Linked DNA regions of Sus scrofa: region 2 is linked to region 1. Evidence: chromatin contacts called from public HiChIP or PLAC-seq data. All regions are on one chromosome and are shown on one strand. The core of a region is the stretch at or near the end of the contact, and the rest is flanking DNA. Distances in the headings are between cores, read along the strand shown.

Evidence for each region. HiChIP or PLAC-seq counts read pairs in DNA pulled down with a chosen protein or histone mark.
Region 2: an H3K27ac HiChIP or PLAC-seq map of skeletal muscle shows a contact between it and region 1. The contact joins two enhancer-like sites. A contact is called at or near these places in 10 of 47 Hi-C or Micro-C datasets (embryonic fibroblasts, fetal skeletal muscle, fibroblasts and 5 more) and 1 of 2 datasets of contacts at active chromatin or transcription factors (skeletal muscle).

The regions. Positions count from the first base shown.
Region 1 is chr15:93,668,296-93,673,143 of Sscrofa11.1, reverse strand. It overlaps COL5A2 (collagen type V alpha 2 chain), which reads left to right. Exons shown (of 54, transcript NM_001105289.1): 7 at 3,730-3,840. Among named protein-coding and RNA genes, the nearest start is that of COL5A2, 88 kb to the left of the region's middle. Within about 2 kb of position 2,158, at least 17 of the 83 cell types and tissues checked have an H3K27ac peak or open chromatin away from gene starts, as enhancers often do. A contact at or near this core is called in fetal skeletal muscle, omental adipose tissue, retroperitoneal adipose tissue and 1 more, where this site is marked.
Region 2 is chr15:93,890,258-93,895,105 of Sscrofa11.1, reverse strand. It overlaps a transcript of COL5A2 not described here. Among named protein-coding and RNA genes, the nearest start is that of WDR75, 88 kb to the left of the region's middle. Within about 2 kb of position 1,850, at least 18 of the 83 cell types and tissues checked have an H3K27ac peak or open chromatin away from gene starts, as enhancers often do. A contact at or near this core is called in fetal skeletal muscle, omental adipose tissue, retroperitoneal adipose tissue and 1 more, where this site is marked.

The DNA of each region.
Region 1 (4,848 bases), core at 909-3,408:
TAGGAAATCTGTCCCTCTCTTATCCTAGCAAACAGTCGTGTGATGGTGTTTAGTAACTGACTCATTTTAAAAAATGTGCCTGTAGCTTTTGCTGATTTCCCTGGTGTAAATACTCCCACCATGGCTGTTTTCAAGATACTGGAATGATGTCATAAAACACATACAGGTAGAATGCTTTATCTCAGGTCCCAAGACTTGTCTACCTGGACAAGAGATATATGGCCAGCAAAATATAAGCTGGTGCTGTTATCATAAATATGATTTTTCTCCCCTTACTTCCATAACCATCAACCACTACTTCACACAGTAGAACACAATTTCTTAACACGATTGATGTTTGGGGCCAGATAATTCCTTATGAATTGTAGGACACTTGGCAGCATTCCTCATTTCTACCCTTTAGATGCTAGTAGCAGCACCTGCCCCCTCCCTCATAAAATACCTCTTGGTGTTGCCACATGTCCCTTGGTGAGGGGTGGAAAGTGCTTAAGATTAATAACTACTGATGTAGTGATACTTTCATGAAGCCTTTATTACTAACCAGTTATCATCATGATTGGCTCTCAGCATGTCCTTAGTTTTAAGTGTATTGTCCTGGAAACTTCATAGAGACAAACTAGGAACCTGTCAGGAGGTGGACAGTCAATGGTGTGCTGAGTTCTAATTCTACAGGACACTTAACCTCTATAGATCTGTTTCCTCATCTGTAAAAGTGGAAATATACCAGTTCTTACTAACTCTAACATCATTAGTAGTCTTTTCTACTTGGGACTGTTTAAAGTCGCCACCTAGTGGCAATCTACAAGTACTTTCTGTTTTATCGTGGATTGCTGCCTGAGATACTGGGAATATTCTGGAGGATGGGAAGGAATAATTATACATTGAACACTCACCTTAATATAAAACTTATGTGCATCAGATCACTTGGAAATATGAAAGTATGTGTTTTAATGTATTCTAAACATAATTTTTGTTTTAAAGTTTTATCAGTAAAATATATAATATTTTTTCTTATTTTCTCTTATAATCATGCTCATTATGCTCACTTAATTTTGATAACTTTAACAAGTTTTTATTGATTTTAATCTCAATTTGTATGGAAGTAAATCATGTAAGCTATTTAGAGGAGATACCATGGAGGCACAGAATGCATCATGAAGCCAGTGAGAAAGTGAGCTGTCTTCAGAGCAGACTTTTAAACATGATCATTAATCACAGAGAACTGGAAAAAGGACATACGTTTTTGAGGATTAATATTAGCCAAACCTCTCTCTACTCCCACGGACACTAAATGTTGTTTTTGGTTTTGTCTTTGGAAATCTCTTTGGGAGCAGAGATTGTTTTAGCTCTTTTTTTGTTGTTGTTGTTATTTTTTTATCTCATTTTTCTCAATATTAACAATACTTGGTTATCAATGATCAGTTTCACACTTTAAAAATACTTTAAGAGTTTTCCACACAAGGTTTTGTGAGTAGGCTGGACTATTGCCAATATACATTTCCAGCTCATGGTGTCACATTTATATGATTCAGAAGTCCTATATAGCAATTAAAAATTAGCCTCCATTATGTATAATGAAAAAAGAGTGCAGTGATTTGTTAGTGGTTTAGCAGTCAGAAGGGTCTTGATTTTTAAAGGGTGAGAATAATTTTCTGAGAAATTAGTTTTGAAAATGTGAGCTTTTTTAGGCTAAGTTACCTACTTCTATTTGAATAGATAAATTAGCTGAATTATTCCACTACTCCAGAAAGTAAACATGTCAAACATAAATGTTTGAATATATTGAAATATATTAGTTAAATTTCTCAATAGCTATTATGCCCCCAAACATCCTATACAAACTGCCCCCTCTGCTTATCCCATATTTACTCCCTCTGCTGTATCAGGTCATTTTGGCTTATTATGTAGATATTCTCATGCTTAAGCATAAGAAGCTTCTTTTGCTATTAAACTCTAACTCACTTACCATATTTTTCTTGATCCCTGCTTCTATTTAGTAAAATCACATTGGATTTTGAGTTCTTTAGTCCTTTCTTTCCTTTCTTTCTTCCTGTTTAGAATCTCCAGGGTTAAAAAGCCAGCAAATACTTAACAAGTCTTATGGGAATGATGAGGTTAGGAGACGGAGCCTTTCCAGAACTGAGGACGTGGCTGTTCCCCAAGCTGCCTTCAGAATGTGGGTTAGGAGGAGGGTGGAATTTGGCAGCTAACGCTCATTGCTCACTTCCCTGAGAACTAGACTTGGCAGAGTCCCCATGCCTTTCCCTCTCCTTCTCATTGCTCTGGTCTACCTTTGGGAGTGGTAGGGAAAATAAAGCGTGCCAGACTTCAAGTACTAGGGTAAAGAGGATTGAAATGTGAAAATGTAATAAGCATATACTGAATGTCTACTATCAGCCAGGAAATATGTGAAGCATTAAAAAATTAGAAAGATGAGAAAAACCACAAACCCCGATCAGGAACCCATCACATTCTTTTTATAAGTGAGGAGAGATTAAGCAAGCACATACAAAGTTAATTTAATCTAAGACAGACAAATGAATTTAGAAATTGTTGGAGTTTCCTGGTGTCCGAGTGGTTAAAGGGTCTAGCATTATCACTGCTGTGGCTCAGGTCACTGTTGTGGCACAGGTTTGATTCCTGGCCTAGGAATTTCTGTATGCCATGGGCATGGCCAAAAAAAAAAAAAAAAAGAAAAAAAGAAAAAGACAATGTTGATTAGATATTCTTGAAGAGCAAAACTCAACCAAATAAGCAAGCTGATTATAAAATACTGATGAACTGAATTCAGTCTTCCAAGAAGAATGATTACTGGGGATTTAACACATCAAAAGTAAAATTCTTACACAGAATATACCATGTTCTGATGGTAGAGGCTGTAACCAGTGCTGAAATCTGCAATGTTGGCATAGCTGATGAAACATACTGTAGGGGGCTGGCTTGCTATTTTTTAAGACAATTTTTTAAAGGTAGTTTTAGGTTTACATCAAATTGAAGGTAAAGTACAGAGAGTTCCTATATACTCTCTGCCCCCATACATGCATAGCTTTCCCCATTATCAACATCCCCTGTCAGAGTCCATAGTGTACATTAAGGTTCCCTCTTGGTGTTATATATTTTGTGTCTTCAAGCAAGTGTATATTTACATGTGTATACCATTATAGTATCTTAAGAGTATTTTCACTGCCCTAAAAATCATTGTGCTCTGTCTATTCATCCCCCACATCCTCACCCTAACCCCTGCAGCCACCAACCTTTTGCTGTCTCAATAGTTTTGCTTTTACCAGAATGTCATAGAGTTGGAATCATACAGTATGGCTAGTCATTTAAAAAATAACGAAAACACTTCTCCATTGAGAAGTCTGTGCATTTTGTTTTCTACTAAGTACATATTTATTTATTTATTTATTTATTTATTTATTTTTTGTCTTTTTGCTATTTCTTTGGGCCGCTCCCGCGGCATATGGAGGTTCCCAGGCTAGGGGTCGAATCGGAGCTGTAGCCACCGGCCTACGCCAGAGCCACAGCAACGCAGGATCCGAGCCGCGTCTGCAACCTACACCACAGCTCACGGCAACGCCGGATCGTTAACCCACTGAGCAAGGGCAGGGACCGAACCCGCAACCTCATGGTTCCTAGTCGGATTCGTTAACCACTGCGCCACGACGGGAACTCCTACTAAGTACGTATTTAGCAATGGGTTCTAACTTCTACTTGCTTGTTTTCCAGGGTCCGCGTGGTCCTCAGGGAATTGATGGAGAACCAGGTGTTCCTGGTCAACCAGGTGCCCCAGGACCTCCTGGACATCCGTCTCACCCAGGACCAGATGGCATGAGCAGAGTGAGTTGTGTGCATTGTCCAATATCATCTTTGGGATGATATATTACATTATTAATTTATGGTTGTGATTTTAAATTGTGTTCAGATGTTGACCCTTGACTGTAGAGAGCAACTGAGGGCATGCAATGTTGCTATGAATAACAATAAAACTAAGAAATCCACAGGGAATTGTTGGAAAATTCAAAGTATCATTTTTAAAAAGTGCTGCTTCAAGTTATTTGTAGTTCTTAGTTCTGAACACTGGAATTTTATTTTTTCCATTTGATTCTAAAGGACCACTAGCATTATTCCCATTATTAATTGAAAAGAGAACTATGTCTTCATCCTTCTCTGTCCTCTAGACTGACAAAATCTGTCGTGTCCTTCACACCAAAGGTGGTTGATGCATCCATGGCAACATCTGTGAAAGGGCCACTGAGTAGATGCTAAAAGTTGCTACCTGGTTATTTCCTGAATATTAGTTTCCTACCAGAAGTAGAGTAAAACCAAATGTCTTTCTATACCTGCCTCTTTGAATTCTTAGTGGCAGAGGCATGGGGTTTATGAGTAGGTTGCATAGCATGACAAGGGAATGTATGGAACCCTGAAATATTTTGTTTTCCAGTAATTTATACAGACGATTTTCAACTGATTGTAGAAAGAATAGCCAATTTTAACAGAATATGCACATTCTTTTCTCACTAAAATCAGAAAATTCATAGAAGTTTTAGAATGAATATGGATAGTTTTGGTCAGTTGGGTTACCAGAGTCTTTTCGATGTGAAAGACAATAGGTAAAACCGTTGCCAGTTTTGGAACATTCCAAGATTTATAAAATTTTATTCAATTTTTATAAATACAGTTTAAAGTTTACTGGCCACAAAGAAGAATAACATCTAAGTAAAATAGTCTTAAATGGAGTCTGGAGTCTTTAGGGACAAATGTTTAAAGGGACTTTTAGGTCTTATTCAGCTGTTTGGCATGCTCTAATTGTCAGAGGAATTCAGATGAAACGATTTGAACCTGAAA
Region 2 (4,848 bases), core at 601-3,100, 220 kb before region 1:
TTTCCTTGTCCTTGCCTTTTGGAGCCTAGTTGCCATGCTTTCAAGATGTTCACTCTAGACTTAATGATTGAAGGCCATGTGGATAGATACCCTGTAGGATGAGAGATATTGATTTTATTTTATTTTGGTCTTTTTGCCTTTTCTAGGGCTGCTCCCACGGCATATGGGAGTTCCCAGGCTAGGGGTCCAATCAGAGCTGTAGCTGCTGCTTACACCAGAGCCACAGCAACGTGGGATCCGAACCGTGTCTGCAACCTACACCACAGCTCACGGCAACGCCAGATCCTTAACTCACTGAGCAAGGCCATGGATCGAACCTGCAACCTCATGGTTCCTAGTCCGATTCGTTAACCACTGAGCCATGATGGGAACTCCAATTGAAGGTATTTAAAGTGTACATTGCGGTGATTTGATACACATATATATTGTGAAAGGATTCCCCCATCCGTATAGCTAATTAACACACGTGTCACCTCACGTTCATCTTTTTTGGTGAGAACATTTAAGTTCTACTCTCTTAGCAAATTTTAATTATACAATAAAGTTTTATCAATCTTATAGCTGAAAGTTTGTGCCATCTTACCAATCTAATTGTTACACATTAGATTCACCATGTAGCTGAAAGTTTGTACCCTTTTACCAACGTCTCCCTATTTCCCCCATCCACCAGCCCCTGATGACCACTTTTCTGTTCTATGTTTCTATGAGTTTAATCCTTTATTTTTAAAGATTCCACATACAAGCATACCATGGAGTATTTGTCTTTTTCTGTCTGGCTTATATCTCTTAGCATAATGCCTGTAAGATCCTTCCATGTTTTAGCAAATGGCAGGATTCCTGTCTTTCTCATGGCTGAATAATATTCCACTCTGTGTGTGTGTATATCTGGTTATCTATCTATCTATGTATCTATGTATCTATCTATCTATCCCACATGTTCTTATCCACTCATCCATTGAGTTGTTTACATATTTTGGTTATTGTGAATAATGCTGCAATGAAGATGGGAGGGCAGATATACTGTTGGTATCCTTTGTTCATTTCCTTTAGAAATTTCTACTTTTAGGCTTACTCTTCCAATTTTTAAATGTTGTCAACTAACTGAAAAAAGTCTAAAATGCTATGTAAGTCAAACTGAACATGTGTTTGGGCTGGACCCAGTTTGCCACATCTGTGTAGAGTCTGATCCACAACAGAATCAAGGGAGGGATGAGTGTGGATCTGGGAGAAGAACTGCCTTTTCAAAGGAAGCATGTGTGTGGGAAATGCCAAGAGTAAAGGAGAGATGAAGGACTGAACTAGGGAGTGGAGCAGCGATGAGTCACTTAAGGAGTCAAGAGAGATCAGGTCGCCCTCCATTAACATGCCTATTAAATGAAGGAATAACACTTATTGGGATAATGCTAAAACATTTTATAATATTATGCCTTCTTTCATGTTCATATCATCATATTGTCAGGAAACAAACCAATAAGACCATGTATGGATTTTGGATGCTATTTAGAACTAGGTGGTTTATTGTTTGGTACTTTGGGGAGAAAAGAAGAGAAAGTGGAGGAGCCAGCTAAGAGTAGAGAATAGGCCTTGGAGGTGAAGACTGCTAATCTGTAAATGAGCGAAGTACAGTTAAATTAAAAGAGTATGTAGAGAAAAGAGCTCAGGAGTATTGTTCAATACTTAGAATGGAAAGCGAGAACTGGGGTTAGACAAAAGTGGAGAATAGCCAGGAATCAAGTCCTGGTGGGCTGGGAGGTGACTTGGCAGTTTTGGTCAAAGTGGAAGCCAAGGTGAGATACTGAACTGGGTGGCCAAGATCAGAGCCAGAACTATTGAATACGGAGCCAGGGATCTGGAGGCAGTTTGGAAGGATATGCAGGGGGGGCTATGCCAAGAATATATACCCTCTGGTTTGGAGTTTTCAAATGGGAAAATTGCTGAGTTCACAATAGATATTATGTAACATAGTGATTCTTCTTAGGCCAGTCTTTATGTTAACATCGAATTAAGAGTTAAACAAATTTAAAATCTGGAATTTGGTTTAAAAAGATGAAAACATCCAAACATATCATCTTTCCAACAAATGTTTTTTAAACAGATATTTTAGCCAAGTTGCCTAAGAACAACAGTTGACGAGAACTGCACGTCTTCAAACACTGTCTACTGCAGAATGGAAACAGGAACCTCTGGGAATATCTATGAGTCATAAAATGTTGTAGGAACTTTCCAAAGATGCTTTTTTTTGTTAGGATGGAGAGTTCTAATCTCACATTGGCAGGCTTTCTTGGCGACAAGGTACATTGTTTACTTTGATTCCTTCTCAGCTGTCCTGCATGACCTTGGTTCATCAAGTTTTTGATATATTGGAGCAGAAGAGTTGCATAATATGATGAGATTGTAACCCCTTCTGCTCTTCTAGTCTCTTAAAATAGATAAAAATCATGATTCTAATCTAAGCTTTCTCTGTATGTTCAATTTTTTGAAGAAAGTATTTAGATTACTCCCATAATTTTGAAAGCTTATAGTACTGATAATTGGAGACATATGGTTTATTTAATTAAAAGAGGGATGTCAAAAAACATTTCATAATGCTGCCAGAAAGGATTATTTCTGTGTGTGCATGTTTGCATGAGGGGGTTATTTAGTATAGTTTAAATACTGATATTTCAGTTTGGCAAAATACAGACACAAATGCATATATCATAAACATAGTTATCAATGTGAAGCACTGACCAGAAAGTAGGCCAGAAAAAAAGAGTACCTAAGCCTTAATCCATAAATTAATCCTGAATCCAGATTCTTTGATATTTAATGGAATGTGAATAATTTCTAAATTGATTTATTGTTTAGACTTTTTTCCTATCTTTATTTAATTCTTAAAATAGAGGTGTACTTTACTTAACATGTGAAAATCTTAAGTGTACAGTTCAGAAGTTTTTCAACTTTGTGTAATCATCACCCAAATCAACATACAGAACATTTCCATCACCCAGAAAGCTTCCCTGTGCTCCTTCCTAGTCTTTTTCCTACCTCTTCCAAATACCAGATAGTGTAGATTAGCTTTGCATGTTCTTGTACTTCAAATAAATTGAATTATATAGTGTGTACTCTCTTGGCTTTGGTGTCTTTGACCCAACTTGTTTTGAAGATTCATACACATTGTTGTGTATATCAATTGTTCATTCCTTTTAGTTGCTAAGCAGCATCCATCATGTAAGTGTACCACTGTTTTTTTTTTTTATATTATTTCTCAAATACGTTATTTTTTTCTACTATACAGCATGGTGGCCCAGTTATACATACATGTATACATTCTTTTTTCTCACATTATCATGCTCCATCATAAGTGACTAGATATAGTTCCCAGTGCTATACAGCAGGATCTCATTGCTAATCCATTCCAAAGGCAATAGTTTGCATCTATTAACCCCAAGCTCCCAAACCATCCCACTCCCTCCTCCTCCCCCTTGGCAACCACAGTCTATTCTCCAAGTCCATGAATAGACATTTCTCCAAGGAAGATATACAGATGGCCAACAGGCACATGAAAAAATGCTCAACATCACCACTGTTTGTTTTATTCTCTTCATGATAGGTTTGCATTGTTTCAGATTTTGGCTATTATAAATAAGGGTGGTAAAACATTCATGTGATTGTCATTTTGTGGATATGTTTTTATTTTTATTTTTATTTTTGTCTTTTTTTTTTTTTTTGTCTTTTGAGGCCCTCACCTGTGGCATACGGAGGTTCTCAGCCTAGGGGTCTAATCAGAGCTGTTGCCACCAGCCTACGCCAGAGCCACAGCAACGCCAGATCCGAGTCATGTCTGTGACGTACACCACAGCTCACGGCAACACTGGATCCTTAACCCACTGAGTGAGGCCAGAGATTGAACCTGCAACCTCATGGTTCCTAGTCAGATTCGTTTACACTGCGCCATCATGGGAACTCCTGTATATGTGTTTACATCTTGGGTAATATCTAGATGTGGGGGTCACTGCATCATAGGACTTTGGCAAGTTGTTTGGCAATTTCTTATAATGTGGCTGTATGATGTTACAATCTTATCAGCAGTGCATGGAGTTTCAAATGTCCTACATCTTTGTCATCTTTTGGTATTATTAGTCTTTTTGATTTTAACTACTTGAGTGGGATTAAAACATCACATTGTGACTTTTATTTGAGTTTCTCTGATTACTAATGATATGAAGAACTTTTTGTGTGTTTTATTGACCATTTATATATCTTCCTTTATGAGGTGTACCTTCAGTTCCTTTACTCATTTTTTTCTCTCTCTCTCTTATATATATGTAATATAATGTAAAGTCCATTATATTACATATATATATATTCATTATATAATGTAATGGCATTTACATGTCTATATGAATATATATATTAATATTTATACATACATACTTTTTTGGTCAAAAATTCTCTTTATATTATGTAAGTCCTTTATCAGATAAATGTTTTCTGAACATTTTCTCCTAGTTTGTGTCTTGTCTATTCATTTCTTTTTATTTATTGAGAAATTATTCACATAGCAGAAAATTCATCTTTTTAAATTAAATTATACTAAATTATATATATATATATAATATAATTTAGTATATAATTATATATATATATAATTTAGTATATAATTATACTAAAATTATACTTTTTAGTATAGTCACAAGGTTCTGCAACCATCAGCAATATATTATTCTAGAGCATTTTGGTAACCTCCTTATCATTAGCATTCATTCCGCATTTTCCCTCTATTCCTCCAGACCCTGGCAACTGCTAATACACTTTCTGTCTCTGTGGATTTGCCTATTCTAAACAGACAATATAAATGGAATCATA